Linked DNA regions of Mus musculus: region 2 is linked to region 1. A link is a contact called in public Micro-C data. All regions are on one chromosome and are shown on one strand. Each heading gives the region's core, a stretch centred on a gene start, on an enhancer-like site or on the middle of the called end of the contact. The rest is flanking DNA. Distances are from core to core; before and after follow the strand shown.

Evidence for each region. A called contact is a pair of places that touch in the nucleus more often than the background predicts.
Region 2: a Micro-C map of embryonic stem cells shows a contact between it and region 1, with 6 times the contacts expected there. The contact joins the promoter of Wdr1 here to the promoter of Evc in region 1. A contact is called at or near these places in 1 of 484 Hi-C or Micro-C datasets (embryonic stem cells) and 2 of 115 datasets of contacts at active chromatin or transcription factors (both in embryonic stem cells).

Annotation. Positions count from the first base shown.
Region 1 is chr5:37,332,823-37,340,004 of GRCm38.p6, reverse strand. It overlaps Evc (EvC ciliary complex subunit 1), which reads left to right and starts at 3,124. Exons shown (of 21, transcript NM_021292.2): 1 at 3,124-3,370; 2 at 6,988-7,113. The coding sequence starts at 3,212. Evc2 (EvC ciliary complex subunit 2) reads right to left here and starts at 1,527. Exons shown (of 20, transcript NM_145920.3): 1 at 1,278-1,527. The coding sequence starts at 1,457.
Region 2 is chr5:38,559,495-38,566,111 of GRCm38.p6, reverse strand. It overlaps Wdr1 (WD repeat domain 1), which reads left to right and starts at 4,413. Exons shown (of 15, transcript NM_011715.3): 1 at 4,413-4,596; 2 at 4,911-5,032. The coding sequence starts at 4,581.

The sequences.
Region 1 (7,182 bases), core at 1,875-4,374:
ACAAGAGTGGCCCTGTGATAATCCTTGGGTCTACAGGTCATGAGTGGGCAGGCAACACTAGAGTCCATTCCAACAGGCCATGCCACTAGCCAGGGCCCTCCTGGGAACTGAAGCTGCATTTTCTCCCAGGGCCATGGTGACAGGAATCAGGGCAGCGGTGAGCACAGATGTGATCGTCAGAATGACTAAGAGAGGCTGTACTTCGTTTCTGCTGCTGTGATGGGACACCCTGACAAAAAGCCGCTTACAGGAGAAAGGGGTTTATTTTTGCTTGTAATTTCAAGTTAGAATCCATTCTGCCTGTAAGCCAAAGGGCAAGAGCTTAAAGCCGCTGGTCACATCACAGCCACATTTCAGAGCAGAGAGCAATAAATGCTTTCAGGCCGAGTACTCAGCTTTCTTTCTCTACTCTTACACAAGTCAAAGCCCCCCTGCCCAGGAAATGGCACTGCCCACAGTGGGCTGGGCCTTCCACATAGAGATAACCCTCCTCCTCCAGCCCAGGCCCTGTCCAACGTGATCTAAGCAATCCCTCACTGAGACAGCCTTCCCAGGTCATCCTAGGGTGGGTCAGGCTGACAGGTAAAGCTGACCAGCAGAAGATACAAATTAAGAGTGGTGGGTGGGCTGACTAGCAGAAGATAAGATACAAATTAAGAGTGGTGGGTGGAACCGAGTGGAAGGGTGGCCAAGAGCCAGAAGTAAGTGATGGCTAAGCCGAAGAGATAGCAGAATGCAGGGAGGAGCGTATGTAAGCCAATCCTGAGAAGAAGGCAGGAGGGCTGGGGGCTAACTTGCAGAGGGGGGCTTATGGGGCACTGGGAACCCTGTGCTTTTCCAATGCTAGAACTACTACAAACGGGGCCAGTGGCCTACTGCAGCCAGTAGACTGGAGGCCAGTTCAAAGCTACCCAGTCTTCCCAGCTCTCTCACCATATTAGCACCCCTACATACATTAACTAACCTAACTAATGTGCATACGGTGGCTTCAGATGACTTGGGTCCCAGTGGCCTGAGAAAGGAAGACATAAAAAGTGATTTGCCCTCAGACATGGAAATGCTAGGGTGCGAATCTGGATCCGAACCCATACAAGCCTATGGCTACCAAGCGTGAGGCTTCACCGATTCTGGAGTTCCGTTGATACAAGTATGTGCAGAACGCACCTAGAAGCACCACCAAGCAAAAAGTTCAGCCTCTCCCTCCACTTGATCTTGTGCCCTACAGGGCAGGACTCTTTCAGAGGATGGAGACAGACACAAGCTCCAGCTCTCCTTACCTGCGAGCTTGCCCAGGGTCCTGCTGGGCCGGGCCGAGATGGTGACCCTGGGCCCAGGGCAGGGAAGGATGGTGGAAGTGCACGCGGACCCGAGCCCAGTACCAGGGCAGCGGCCAGGATATTCCCAGCCAGCACCCACGTGGCTCGTCCCCCAGCGCCCGTGGGGCCCGTCGCCCCCATCTGGTGGCTACAGACCCCACACAGGCCCCGCAGAGTCGCGGAGCTTCCGGACCCCGGGACCGCCCCCGCCGCGGAGCATGCTCAGTGCGAACCGCCTGGAAAGTTTTCTGGAACGCTGGCATCTGGAGTTTGGAGGCCGCAAGCTGCGTAGGAGGGAGCTGCGCAGCTCCTTCGCTTGCTGTGCCTCACTCCAAATCACCCCCGCTACTCTTCTTCCCCAAGGGTGACAAGGGCCTCTACTAATGCCCACTGACTCTCTAGATCTCAGCCCAGTCTTAGCACTAGGAATTCCCAGAGACGCTGTTTGAACCCGACTCTCCTCAGACCACCTCAGCGAGGTTAAAAAACCTCAGGGAAGCATTAGAAAGGTCACAGAAAAAGGAGCAGGGGGAAGTCTCAGCAGAGTACCCACTGTCTGAATCCGGGCTGGGGATCTTGCTGGACCTGCCCAGCCTCTCCAGCAACAATGAAGCCATCACTTGGCCAATGAGTAAGCTGGGGCAGAAAGCTCCCCCAAGGGGTGTTAGGGCTCCCCTGAGTGCCCAGAGGGAGGAGCTGGGGAAGGGGTAGTCTGCCTTCTGGGCTCTAGAGATGTCCCTTATCCAGGGACAGGGTCTTCTGTGAACGGTCCTGCTGGGCAGCTGCCGGAGAGCCTTGTATCAGCCTCTCCACACCTTCAATGACACATCCCTTTCTTGACCTGACCTGGATAAGACCAGGAGTTTGCAGCCCTTAGTGTCCTTAACTAAACCTCTCACATCAGGTACTGCACCCTTGAGAAGTGCCAGGCATCCTGGAGCAGTGTTAAGGCAGTATTAACAAGTGACTTTAGAGGCAAAACATAAGCAGCGTTGATTTTTAATGGATCCTTTCCCTCACCCCACCCTCCACCCTTTTGAGATGAGTCAGGTGATCTGCCTTTGCCTCCTGAATAGCCTGAGTGACCGGGAGATAACAGCTGTACGCCACTACCTGACCTTGTGCGTTTTTTAAAGTCAGGCCTGAGCATCCAACCAACACTACGTTGCAGCATGAAGCTATTGCCAGGAAGATGTTCCAGTTCCCAGGGATACCCCGAGGACAGGAAGGTCCTCTTAACAGGTGTGTGACCTGAAGCCACAGGTGTGAGCAGACAGACATTGCCATCTTCTTCTGAGCTGTCAGATCTTGAATGAGACACTTCCCCTGACAGTTTCTTTGAAGAGGCTGAAGTACTGGCTCCCAATCTGCCCACGTGGAACCATGAAGGATAAAATGAAGAGACGTCAGGATTCTAGAGGGGCCCGAATGTAACATTCGCTCATAAAGAAGAATTTTTCTCGGGGAGAAAGCAGGGTTAAAAGAAGTGTTCAATCAGTTGGGTGCGGAGCATCCCGGAGGGAAGAACGACTTGCCCCAGGAGCGGCGCGGGAATCGGATTGGACAGGCTACAGCAACCTTGAGGTGCTGCTGGAGTTAATCTGGCCGCCAGCTCAGGACTCAGGGCAACCTGAACGCTCAGTGATCACAAAAGAGTAGCTTGCTCCGGAGACTGGGAGGAGGGGTGCTCCTTTGCTCTTGCATGTGGGGTCCTCGGGCTGAAAGGCGCGCCCCGGCTGCGCATGCTCAGTGCACTGTAGGGATGGCCCGGAAAGGCTGAAAGTTTGGGGCGGCGGGTCCAAGCTCCTCCCTCGGCTCGGGTGCAGCGGGAAAGGGTACAGAGGCGCGGACCTGGCCGGCGGCGGGATGCAGCGGGTCACCCGCCTGAGCCCTCCATGACCTGCACTAAAGATGCGCGGCTGCAGCTGGGCCGGGAAGCCCTGCAGGCGGCGCCGACGCTGCTGGTCCCCGCGGTGCTACTGGGTGGCGTTCTCGGCCTAGGCCTTGGCTTGTGGCTTGGCTGTCGCGCGAGCCACTTGCGCGCACGGCTCCAGGTGGGTTCCAGCGCAGCCGGGAGGATCGAGCGCCCTCCTCTTCTTCCCGCGGAGTCCTGGGCTGCATTCCCTGAACCCCCAGCTTTGCGTCTCCTGACTGCGATTGCGATTGCGTGCAACCTCTTGCTCCAGGAGCATCAGGGCTTTCTGAGGAAGGAGGAGGAGGGATAGAGTGAGTAGCCAGAGAGCATTGGCCCGGGGACCACAGAAAGATAGTCGCCCAAAAGCCCTTCTATGCCACAGTGCCCACTGGTTTAGTTAGAAGATTGGACATGATCTCAGCAATTACGCCCCAGATCAGTATGGGGACAGAGAAAGATTAGTGTGTGCACCCAAATGCCCACTCCCTCTTTCTTGCTTTGGAGCTGCCAGACAACATCCTCTGGGAGTGGGCTAAGGACTTTCTGTCAGATGAAACTGGCCCGGGGCCTTGAATGCACAACGGTGAGCAGGATAGATATTTCCAGTTAGCATTTGGATAGAACCCAACAAGGTGGGTGCTGTGATGGAGTAGAAAGAGACTAGAGTTTCTTGAGAGATGTCTGTTCCAGGCACTGAGCCTGGCTCTCCGCCCTAGGCTCTGTCTGCCCTAGGCTCTGAACTCTCCAAACAGCTTTTGAATCAACTCCATGTGTGGCCCATTTTACAGATGCTGAAAGTGAGGCAAAGGGTTAAGCAGCCTAGCAACACAACAAGCATATGCGGGGCGGGGCGTTGGGGGGTGTAAGTAATGCGCTAACTGGCAACTATGTAAATGACTTGGGATGTTCAGGGACACTCCTGGCACAGAGGAGCAGACATCTGATCAATTGTAGAAAGACCCATTGGGAACTCTGGCTTCAGGCAGTTCTGACTTCTTCCAGGTTTCCTCTGTTGTGCAGGGGAATTGGCTTTCTCCAGCTAGAAACCTGTCTGGTTGAGGATTACTTTTCTTGGTCTCTCACTTCGTTCAAGAACTCACACATGTCTGGATTGACTTGGCCAATCCTTCTTTCTCTCCGTTATCAAGCCTCTTCATGGACAACCCTTTGTGCTAGTCAGATACGAGAGCAGTCCTGAACTCTTGGATAGAAAGAGAGAGAGAGAGAGAGAGAGAGAGAGAGAGAGAGAGAGAGTGTGTGTGTGTGTGTGTTCTGGAAGACTTTCTTCAGTTTTATTCTTATGAGAATACACATTCTATGTTTTCATGTTCAAGAGTTCTTTTCCCCCAAGTCCTCCGTTTTGATCCTAAACTGCCAGTTTGTGAGTAGACTCTCTCTCTCCTCTCTGAGGACACTGTAATTGGCTGTTGTCTTGTGTCTCCTCAGCCCTCTGCAGCTTGTTTGGGGGTTTTTCCCTTCTTGTTAGAGTTTGTCCTTAAATCACTTGTGACCCTTGACCTCCTGGCCACTTCTAAGTGTGGAAGTAGAAATTGCTTCTGACCCTGGGTGTATTATTATTCCCTAACACAGCCAGCAATTGCTAAACGAAGCATCCCGGAATTTTGGGCTATAGCATCTGTCCTTTCTGCCCAGAGACCCACCCTGGTCCAGGCACATGGGCTTCCTGAACATCTGACATGGCCAGGCCTGTCTGTGTCTGCATCAAGCTCTTTCCAATTGCTCTCACATCCGTCTCCTGGGACCTCAGAGGCTTGCTCCCTCCTTTAAGTTTGTTCTCAAACAAACTTTGTCTAAGAAGCTTCTCGTCAGTGTCAGGAACAAGGCTGGGTACCCTTCTGATGCTGAATCATAACCCTGACTAATTAAGTGCACAACAAGTTCATCAAGGCACAACTGCAATTCTCTCTGTGTATGTGTGTGTGTGTGTCTGTCTGTCACTGGCTCTGTCTCTCTGTCTCTCTGTGTGTGTCTGTCTCTCTGTCTCTCTCTCGCTCTCTGTCTCTGTCTCTCTCTCTCTCTGTCTCTCTCTCTCTCTGTGTGTGTGTGTGTGTGTGTGTGTGTGTGTGCGTGCGTGTGTGTCAGGGAGCACGTTTTTGAGCACGCACCTCTAACACAGCATACTTGTGGAGATCTGAAGACATTCCCCTCAAATCAGTTCTCCCCTCCCACCACGTGGGTTCAGAAGACAGTCCTTCAGTCAGAAACCTCAGTAACAGCTGCCTTTACACTGAACCATCCTGCTGGCTCCTATGTGGGTGTGTGTGCATGCATGTTCATGTGTATGTAAGTGCAGGTATGCATCCAGACGCCTGTTTGCATGTGTGTGCTCATGTCACGGGCAGAGGTCAACCTTGGTACCATTCCTTAGACACTGCTCACCTTTTGGAGACAGAGTCTCTCACTGGGCTAGGTGAGCAGGCTAGGCTGTCTGTCCACCTGTGTCCTCCTCCCTTGCGCTGGGTTGAGAGCACACACACCCATACTTGGTTTTTTGTGACGTGGGTTCCAGGAGTTCAACTGAGTTCCCAGGCATCCGTGGCAAGTACTTTCTAAGTAAGCCAACCCCCTCACAGAATTGTACCTGCTGCCTAGTCCTCCTTATCCATTCTAGTTATGGTCCTCAAACTTGTTTAGTGCTCAGAACAGGTGAACACTAAGCCTGTGCATGGGGCTTTGTCAAGTCCCTTGAGCCTCTATTTCCATCTGTCTACCTTCAAAGTGACCCTGTGTCTATTTAAAGAAACGCCATTGGCTGCATATTGTTAATCCTCTCTTTGGAACTCACAGCCAAAAGCCCAAGAACTCTGGCTGGGACCAGATCCTCTTTCACAAGGACCTTCTCTGTTGGGTACAACATGGCCCTCTGGTACTTTGGAATGCTAGACGGGGCTTCAGGATCACAGTCTCCTAAAACAGGAAACATGACTGCAGAAAGCTGGACTCTGAGCTGCAACAAGGACGTTTACTTGACAAGGAGAGTGGGCACAGGGAAGTGCCTGACTGGGCTCCCATCCACCCAAACAAGCTTGTAGGAAACCTGTCCACGTCGGTGCTGACATCTGCAAGATGGCGGGGTTTCAGGTCACACACCTACTGCTTGTTTGTAGGCCACAGTAGAAGTCACTCCGCTATTGATGGTAACCAAGATCATCATTTTAAAAATTGCCCAGTGGCTATACGGAGGACAGCAGGGGAACTAGTGTCTGCCTATTCCATGCAAAGGAGCGGCAGCTTCTGTCCCGCTTTCCTGTCTGTTGCTGTGATGAGACAAATCTGACAGCAAGCAACTGGGCAGGGTGTATTTTAGCACAGGGCAGTCCATCACTGTGCAGAAGTCAAAGCGGGAACCTGAAGCGGCTAGTCATACCACAATGTAGAACAGAGAGAAATGACTGCACGCAGGTACAGTTGCTTCTGTCGGAGTGTTCCATCAAAGCTGCAGAAAGCAGTGAAGAACAGAAGTGGAGAAACACTGCAAGCTTTGCTCCCTATGCTGCCCAGAGTCTTGGGGACAACTGAAATCTGCACCTTAGGGGATTTCTTAGAAAGAGAGTCTGGGTGGACTGGGTGGTTTTAAAGGACTCTACTACATCCTCAGTGGGCGAAGTGGGCAGGAAGGGCACATGGTGAGCAGAGGTGACTGCTGGGTAGGGGTCTGGTGGCTAAAGTTCAGGGGGACAGACAAGGCTGATTGACTTCAGCATCTGGCTTCTCTCCACCCCTTTGTGGTTTTAGAAAGATGACAGGAAACGTCTGCTCGGGAGTTCAGAGCCCCCTGCACAGAGCCTACGGGACACTGGCTCTCAAGCCAAAGCCAGGAGGCGCCAGAGAGAAACCACTCGGGATGAAGACGCCCCTGAGGTTAGTGTGGGTCTGGGTGCTTCTGTGGGCACATGCTGAGTGTGGGACTGCCTTCCTGAAAGCCAAGAT
Region 2 (6,617 bases), core at 3,164-5,663, 1.2 Mb before region 1:
AGCAGAGCAGCAATTCTTTGGGGAATAACAGCTCAGCTCTCCTTTCCATGTCACAGACAACCTCCCAAGACCAGCTCCAGAATCAAACAAGTACCTGGAAGCTCGTTTTCCTCTCAGGTGACTTGAAAACCCCTTCTACGTCACATCTAAGTGCACCTAAATCTTCAACCTGTGTTAGATTTTAGGATTTCCAAGATCCAAGAAGGCAGGCTCTGCAGCCAAGGGCCTTGCAGGTTGGTTCCAGCAATGGAAAGCCTAATTCCACCACAGACAGAGCTCTTCTAGGGTACACAGCAAGCACTGGAGAGTCTCTCTTGGTGCAGACTGGAGATGGACGAAAGTGAGGCTGCAAAAGAGGTGACCCTAATTCTGACTATCCCAGAGATAGGAGATGGCCCCTACTATGGTCTCCCTCAGCTCATTTAAGAGACCAAGACTGAGACAGGTTCTGAAATTCCTTTAGCGGGTAGGCTGTGAGAAGGCAAGTGAGTGACACGGAAGATAACCCTTTTCCAGGAGACTCAGTCCACACAGCAAACCTCTAGACTCTAGAGGATAGAGTCATCAGACTAGTTCTAAAGCGGCACCATTTCAGGCTGGATACAGGTGAGGACTGGGAAAAGCCCTTTCCCCTGTCTAGAATCAAGCAAGCAATCAAGGGCTGCAGGGAAGAGGTTAGATACACCTTGGAAGTCCAGAATTATCTCGCTGGCTTGGGTTCCCAGAACAGACAGGTCTCGCCTCCCCTCATGTATCCTGCTATGTGTGGAAACAAACGGCAACTTTCCAGCTGGGGGCTATAAGACAACACATCCAAGGCCAACTGAGGGGTGTCTGTGTTAATGTCCTAATAAAAGTTACTGAAACTAGCTTACCCAAGTCCGACTGACCCGTTTTTCCATAAGTACTTTTGGGTCCCTTCTTTAATGCAGCGTCTTTGGAATTGAATGCAAATTTGTGATATTTTATGCTGCCCATTTCCTCCCAGCAATCAGCAGCTTCATTTGAACTGTCTGGAAAGCTCTGTGCTCATGGGGGAAGGGAGAAACGCTGTAACCAGTGCCAAACAACACAGTGTGTGGCTTGTAAAGAGGATGACCTCAAAGTCTGGTGTCTGGAACAGCCCAGAAATAGCAGGTACAGGAGGCTGAGGTAGCCACGAGGTAGAGTAGAACCACACCTATTAAGCTGTATGAAAACCAGGCAGGAGAGGTAACTCGAGGACTTCAGGGGCCAAAAGCTGAGTAGATGGATAAGGTGACTAAGACCAGTTGGGGGTATCGGCTCAGGAGCTCCAAGACCAACTTCTCAGCACAAAGATGTATTTGCACCAGACAGACAAAGAGCAGGGAATAAAAGACAAAGAAGATAGAAACAAGGGAGAAAAGGAAAGGAACAGGGGCGAGGAGAGAAGTGTATTTGTTTAGGAAGAGAGCAACAAATGATTGCCTCTGGATAGAGAGGAGACAAGCTTGGCCCCTAGGCAAATGGCAGTTTATAAATGTAAAAGGGGTAACCTTATGTTAGGATGAGGTGTTTAATTTTAATTGGGCATGTTAATTAGGTGACCCAAAGAGGATTTTTAATTACTGGACTTCAATACTTTGATAGCTGGACCTTGGTAGTCAGCCTCAGGTGGAGGAAGTGGACACGTAAGGGAATGTACCTTGGTGGCTAGCTTTAGGAATGTAATCTAATGGGTTTGTAGCAAGGCAGGGGGGAATGGGGAGAAGAGCAAGGCCTGCCAAAGCCATGTTTACCATGCTCAGGCTGGCTAGAGTCCCTTCAATCTTACTGGCCACAGTGGTCGACTCTATGCATAATCAAGGAGCCAGAATAGGCCCAAGTGCTGAGGCAGCTTGGAGCAGAGTAGCAGTGGTAAGAAAGCACAGATTCAAGCTAAGGGCTTTCATAAACACTGGATTCAATGACGGACCGAATGTGGAGGATGAGGTTGGGTGAGGTTTCTGCCGTTGCGATGAGGCTGGACCACTCCGTAGTCAGTGTGGGAAAGAACAAGCCAAAGGAGCCTGCAATGAGGAGGGAGGGGCAGGCAGGGCATTCATCTCAGTTGGCCCGTGTGTCTGTTTGAAGAGCTAGCAGCTTTTAAGACTCCCATAGACAGTGATGGAGGCATCTGGGTACAAAGACAAAGTGGTTACAAGTGGCCAGGCTAATTTCTAGAGACTGAAGTCATTGTATGGACACATCAAGTGTTTCCTCACTTGACTTCCTGCTGGACAAACCTAGCTGCTTGACTCCAAACATTAGTGCTGGCAGGTGTAGCCAATCTGTTCCTTGCATGGGAACTTCAACTATTTCACACACCCGAGTGCCCCCTCTACTAAAACCTGGAAAACTTGACGCATGGTACATGATTTTTTAAAGTGCAACAGAGTCTGGATTCTGCCAGAGAGCTTGGCCCCAAAGTGTTTTGTAGGATCACTCTCAGTGTCAGTACCAAGGCTTGATGCACATAGGACAGCTATCAGCTTGTAAAGAGCTTGGAGCTGGTGTTACCCCAGCAGTCTTTGTACCATGCTGAGTGGGAACTTTAGTGTGGTTTAGAAAGGTTATCGCTGTTATCTAAAACAATTCTAGTAAATAAGAAAGTCACAGTCTACACTATCTTCTGTCCCAGAATCCTAGGACAGACCTCTTGCTTGTTGAAAATATCCCTAGCACATCCCTAGGACAGTGCTCGACCAGACCCAGGGAAAGTGTCTTTCATCTGCACAGTGCAGTGAGGTCGCTAGAAGACTAACAGTGGGACTGTTCTGAAATCATAATTGTAGTTAAGGAGCCATGTGTTGCTGGTGGGCAGTTTGGTGGTTCTATGGCAACATCAACAATGCAAATGGGGAAAGCAAACTAAGGACCCCAGGAAGTTGCAGTGTAAAGGCTGGGACAGACAGGTGAATCATTGAGATAGTAGCTGGAAGTCACCACTTTTGAGAGAAATTAACCAGGTGGTACTGGCATTCCTTCTAGGCACCACCCCACAGTTCCCTGCAACAAACAGGTATGCCTGACTCACTATAAAAGGGGCTACTTGCCCCTTCCTCATTCTCTTCTCTTGCTCCCTTCCTCTTCTGTCCCTTTTCTTCCGGATCCCCGCCCCCCCCCCCCAAACCAACTCCAAATGTTCATGGCTGGCCTCTACTCTGTCTTTCTGTCTCTACTATCCCCTCAACTCTCCTCCCCATGTCCTAAATAAGCTATTTCCATATTATACTGTTCTGTGGCTGGTACCTCAGGGGGAGGGGATGCCTCAGTTCAGGATGGGCCCTCAGAGGCACCCCTTTCCCCCACAACATACTGCACCTCCACCAAACATATCCCTGGCTTCTTTTTCTTTTCTTTTCTTTTTTTATATAAAACATAACAGGTGGGATCCCTAGACAAGCAATCCTGGCAAACAAAAGGTCACAGAGGGCAGGGGGTAACATTCATAGAACCTTAAAAATACTAGTCTATCAGCACAAGAGACTAGGTACTAAGGAAAACAGACTTTTCAAAAAATACTGAGGTTCCCACACAGGACCTACCGAGTACACTTAAACTCTTCTCTACGAAACCTGGGCACTCCTATAGGCTATAAATTCATTTAACTGCTAACTAGATGGCAGTTAAGATTAAGATAAGCTAGAGGAGAATCAGGTGGGTGTCCAGGTGAACCAGGAGAGTGGGGTGGGACTGGTCCGCAGGGTAATTAACAAACCTGGCTCCAAAGCAGAAATGGACTTTTTCATTTGCTGCAAATTCCTAAGAGCTCTCCTTTGAAAGCCCACTTTCCGGGTTTCCAACTAGGGCTTCAGAACTTTTCAATCAAGTAACCAGAGGACTTCATCTTGCCCTAATCAAAACCTGCGAGACTCAGAAAATTCCAGGTTTTGCTTTCTTTCCCTCTCCATGAAAAGAATTCCACCCTCACGCCCTCCCCAGAGCGTGTTAGGAAACAACCCCTGCCATCCTTAAGAATTACAGTTCTTTATTCTTGGCTTCTTTGCTACTAGGAAGTTTCATGCAGGAGGGAGAGGGAGTGAGACGGGGAAGTTCCTAAACATACCCAGTGAAAGGCAAACAAACAAAACCCCATACGCCCAGTGGCTTCAAGTCTTTTGCAAGCCGGGGCGCCAAGCTGGCGTTGGAAAGCTCGAGAAAGATCTGCTCCACAAGAAGGCTCCCGGTGCAAAGGCAGACAGCCCAAGAAAAAAAACCCTCCCGCCCCGCACCTACAACCCTCCGCGCCGCCTTTTCACGGGTCGCGTCACGTCACTTCCGGGGCGGGCCCGCAAGCGGGGCGGGGCGGTGTCCGCGCAGGCTCGTGGGGCTGCAGCCTCCGAGCCGAGCGCTTGACTATATATGGTCAAAGCTGGGGGCGAGCCGCGCCGGGGCCGCGCTTCCGGGTTGGGTTGTCCGCAGCGGTAGCGCGCGGGGCAGGCGCGTACGGGTCTCGGAGCCGGGTCTCGGACCGCCCCCTCCGCGCCCGGCACGCCCGGCGCCGCCTTCCGCGCTGTCCCTGGGCTCGGCCACTGCGAGGTTCCACTCGAGCGCAGCGCCGTAACAAGTGGGCGAGGATGCCGTACGAGATCAGTGAGTGCGTGGGCCTCCGCGCGCGGCCGCCGGCTTCTGGGGTCGGGTGCAGGCGGGAGGGCGCGGCCGGGGTCTTGCACGGCCGCGGGGGTGCGGGCCGGGGACCCCGGAGTGGGCGTTGTGGACTGGGCCGGCCGAGCTGCGGGAGGGACCCCGGGGCCTGACCGCCGCCGCCCGGGAAGTCCGCCGGTCGTGCCCGCAGGCGGCAACAGGTGACCGGCTCGGGACCCCCAGCGCTGACTGACTGCAACTCCCTGGGTCCCGCGAGGCCGGGATTGCCCCTCATGCACCGTGCCGGGTTTGTATCTCCCCAGAGAAGGTGTTCGCCAGCCTCCCCCAGGTGGAGCGGGGCGTCTCTAAGATCCTCGGTGGAGACCCCAAGGGCGATCATTTCCTCTACACCAATGGCAAGTGCGTCATCCTAAGAAACATCGATGTGAGTACTCTTGTGCCCGGCGGGGCCTGCTTCCGTCCCTACCCTGCGAGCTACCTTCAGAGTCGGGAAATTCTTGCCCTTCCGCCCCCTCACCTCCCAGTCAGTTGGCCTGGGGAGAGGGGAGCCACGCCCCTTCTGCCCAGGAGCCACACCTTGGAGGCTCAGTGGACTGGACTGGACTGGTGGTGGTGTCATCCACCTCTACCCCCACAGCCCCGTAGACTGGCAAACTAAGACTTGGGTCTCTTCAGTCCTTAGAGCCAAGGGCTTTGAGTCTGCTGCTGCTTGATCATGGGGTGGCTGTTGATTGGCCCTTCCTGAGCCCAGTTTCCGCATTGGGGAAATGGAGATAGGGAAATGATCCTCCACTTCCCCTGGCTGCCTTGGCTGGCTGAATGAGCTGGTCAGCTGTCCTAATGCTGTCTGTACCTGGCATAAATGGAGCACTTGGTAAATGGCCCTTGTGCTTAATCATCCTAATACCCTGGGCTTCCTGGTATGCTAGAGCCCAGGCCTACACACCCTGTCCTCTGAATGCCAACTGTTACAGACTTGAGTCTCTGAGAGGAAACAGGAACTAGTGAATTCCTCTGGATGGTTCTCTGAAAATGACCTGCTGTCCCCAGAGCAGCAGCTTTTTGGGAGGCCCTTGCAAATTCATGTTTTTTTCCTCTGGTTGTTGAAATGAGTCAGTCTGCTGGGCCTCCTCTCCATTTCCAGGATGTGGCTCAAATCTTGTCTCTCCCGTGCTCAGGCCTGAGGAATGGTGTAGGGTAGAAGCTGAAGGCTGGACTTAGGGCTATGCTTGGCAAAGGGCTGCTAGAGGGGTGGAGGGTTTGATTGACTCTTCCACCAAGGCTGTCACCTTCAGCTCCTGCACGCCAGGAACATCATTAGTCAGGTGAAGTAGCTCATGACACCCCTATCCTCCAAGAGCCTCCCAGCTGGCTGAGGGTAGACCCCAGTTTTTTTGTAAAAAGAGGCTGCAGTTTTGAACTGTGGTGGCTGCTGGCTGTGTCTTTGTAAGTCTGGTTAAACCCGACCAGTCATCAGTCCTGTGCTGGCTTCTGACCTCTACAGGATTGTTGGGCACCTCAAGTGAGGTGGAAGTTTGGGTATGAGCCTGCCTTGCTAGTTACACAGATTCCTAGAAAGCTGGCCCAGCCTTCTTAGAACTGGGGAAGCCTTCTCAAAAGCTTAACACTATATTGACGTCATAAGATTTTGAGAAAGTAAAGGAAAAATGGAGATGGTCGCAGGAGCTCTGTGGAATTGACAAAAGGTATCTGAAGCATCTTCATACACCCCTAGCTGTAGGGTATTTGGTTTCTGTCCCCTACACGTAGTTTCCTCAGGCCACTTTGTTGCTCTTCACTTCCAGTTGGGAGAACTGCATGGAGTGGTCACTCGGGTGCTAGGCCAGCTTATCCCTCGAATTTGCTGGCTTGGTAGTATCAGAGGAGCAATGCAGCCGTTGGCTGAGGGGGTGGGTTCGCCGCCAGTGACATGTCCACCAGTCAGTCCTTTCCAGGCTTCACTGTCCTCTCCTGGAGGAGGTGCAGCCGCTTCTCATCCCACCCCGGTT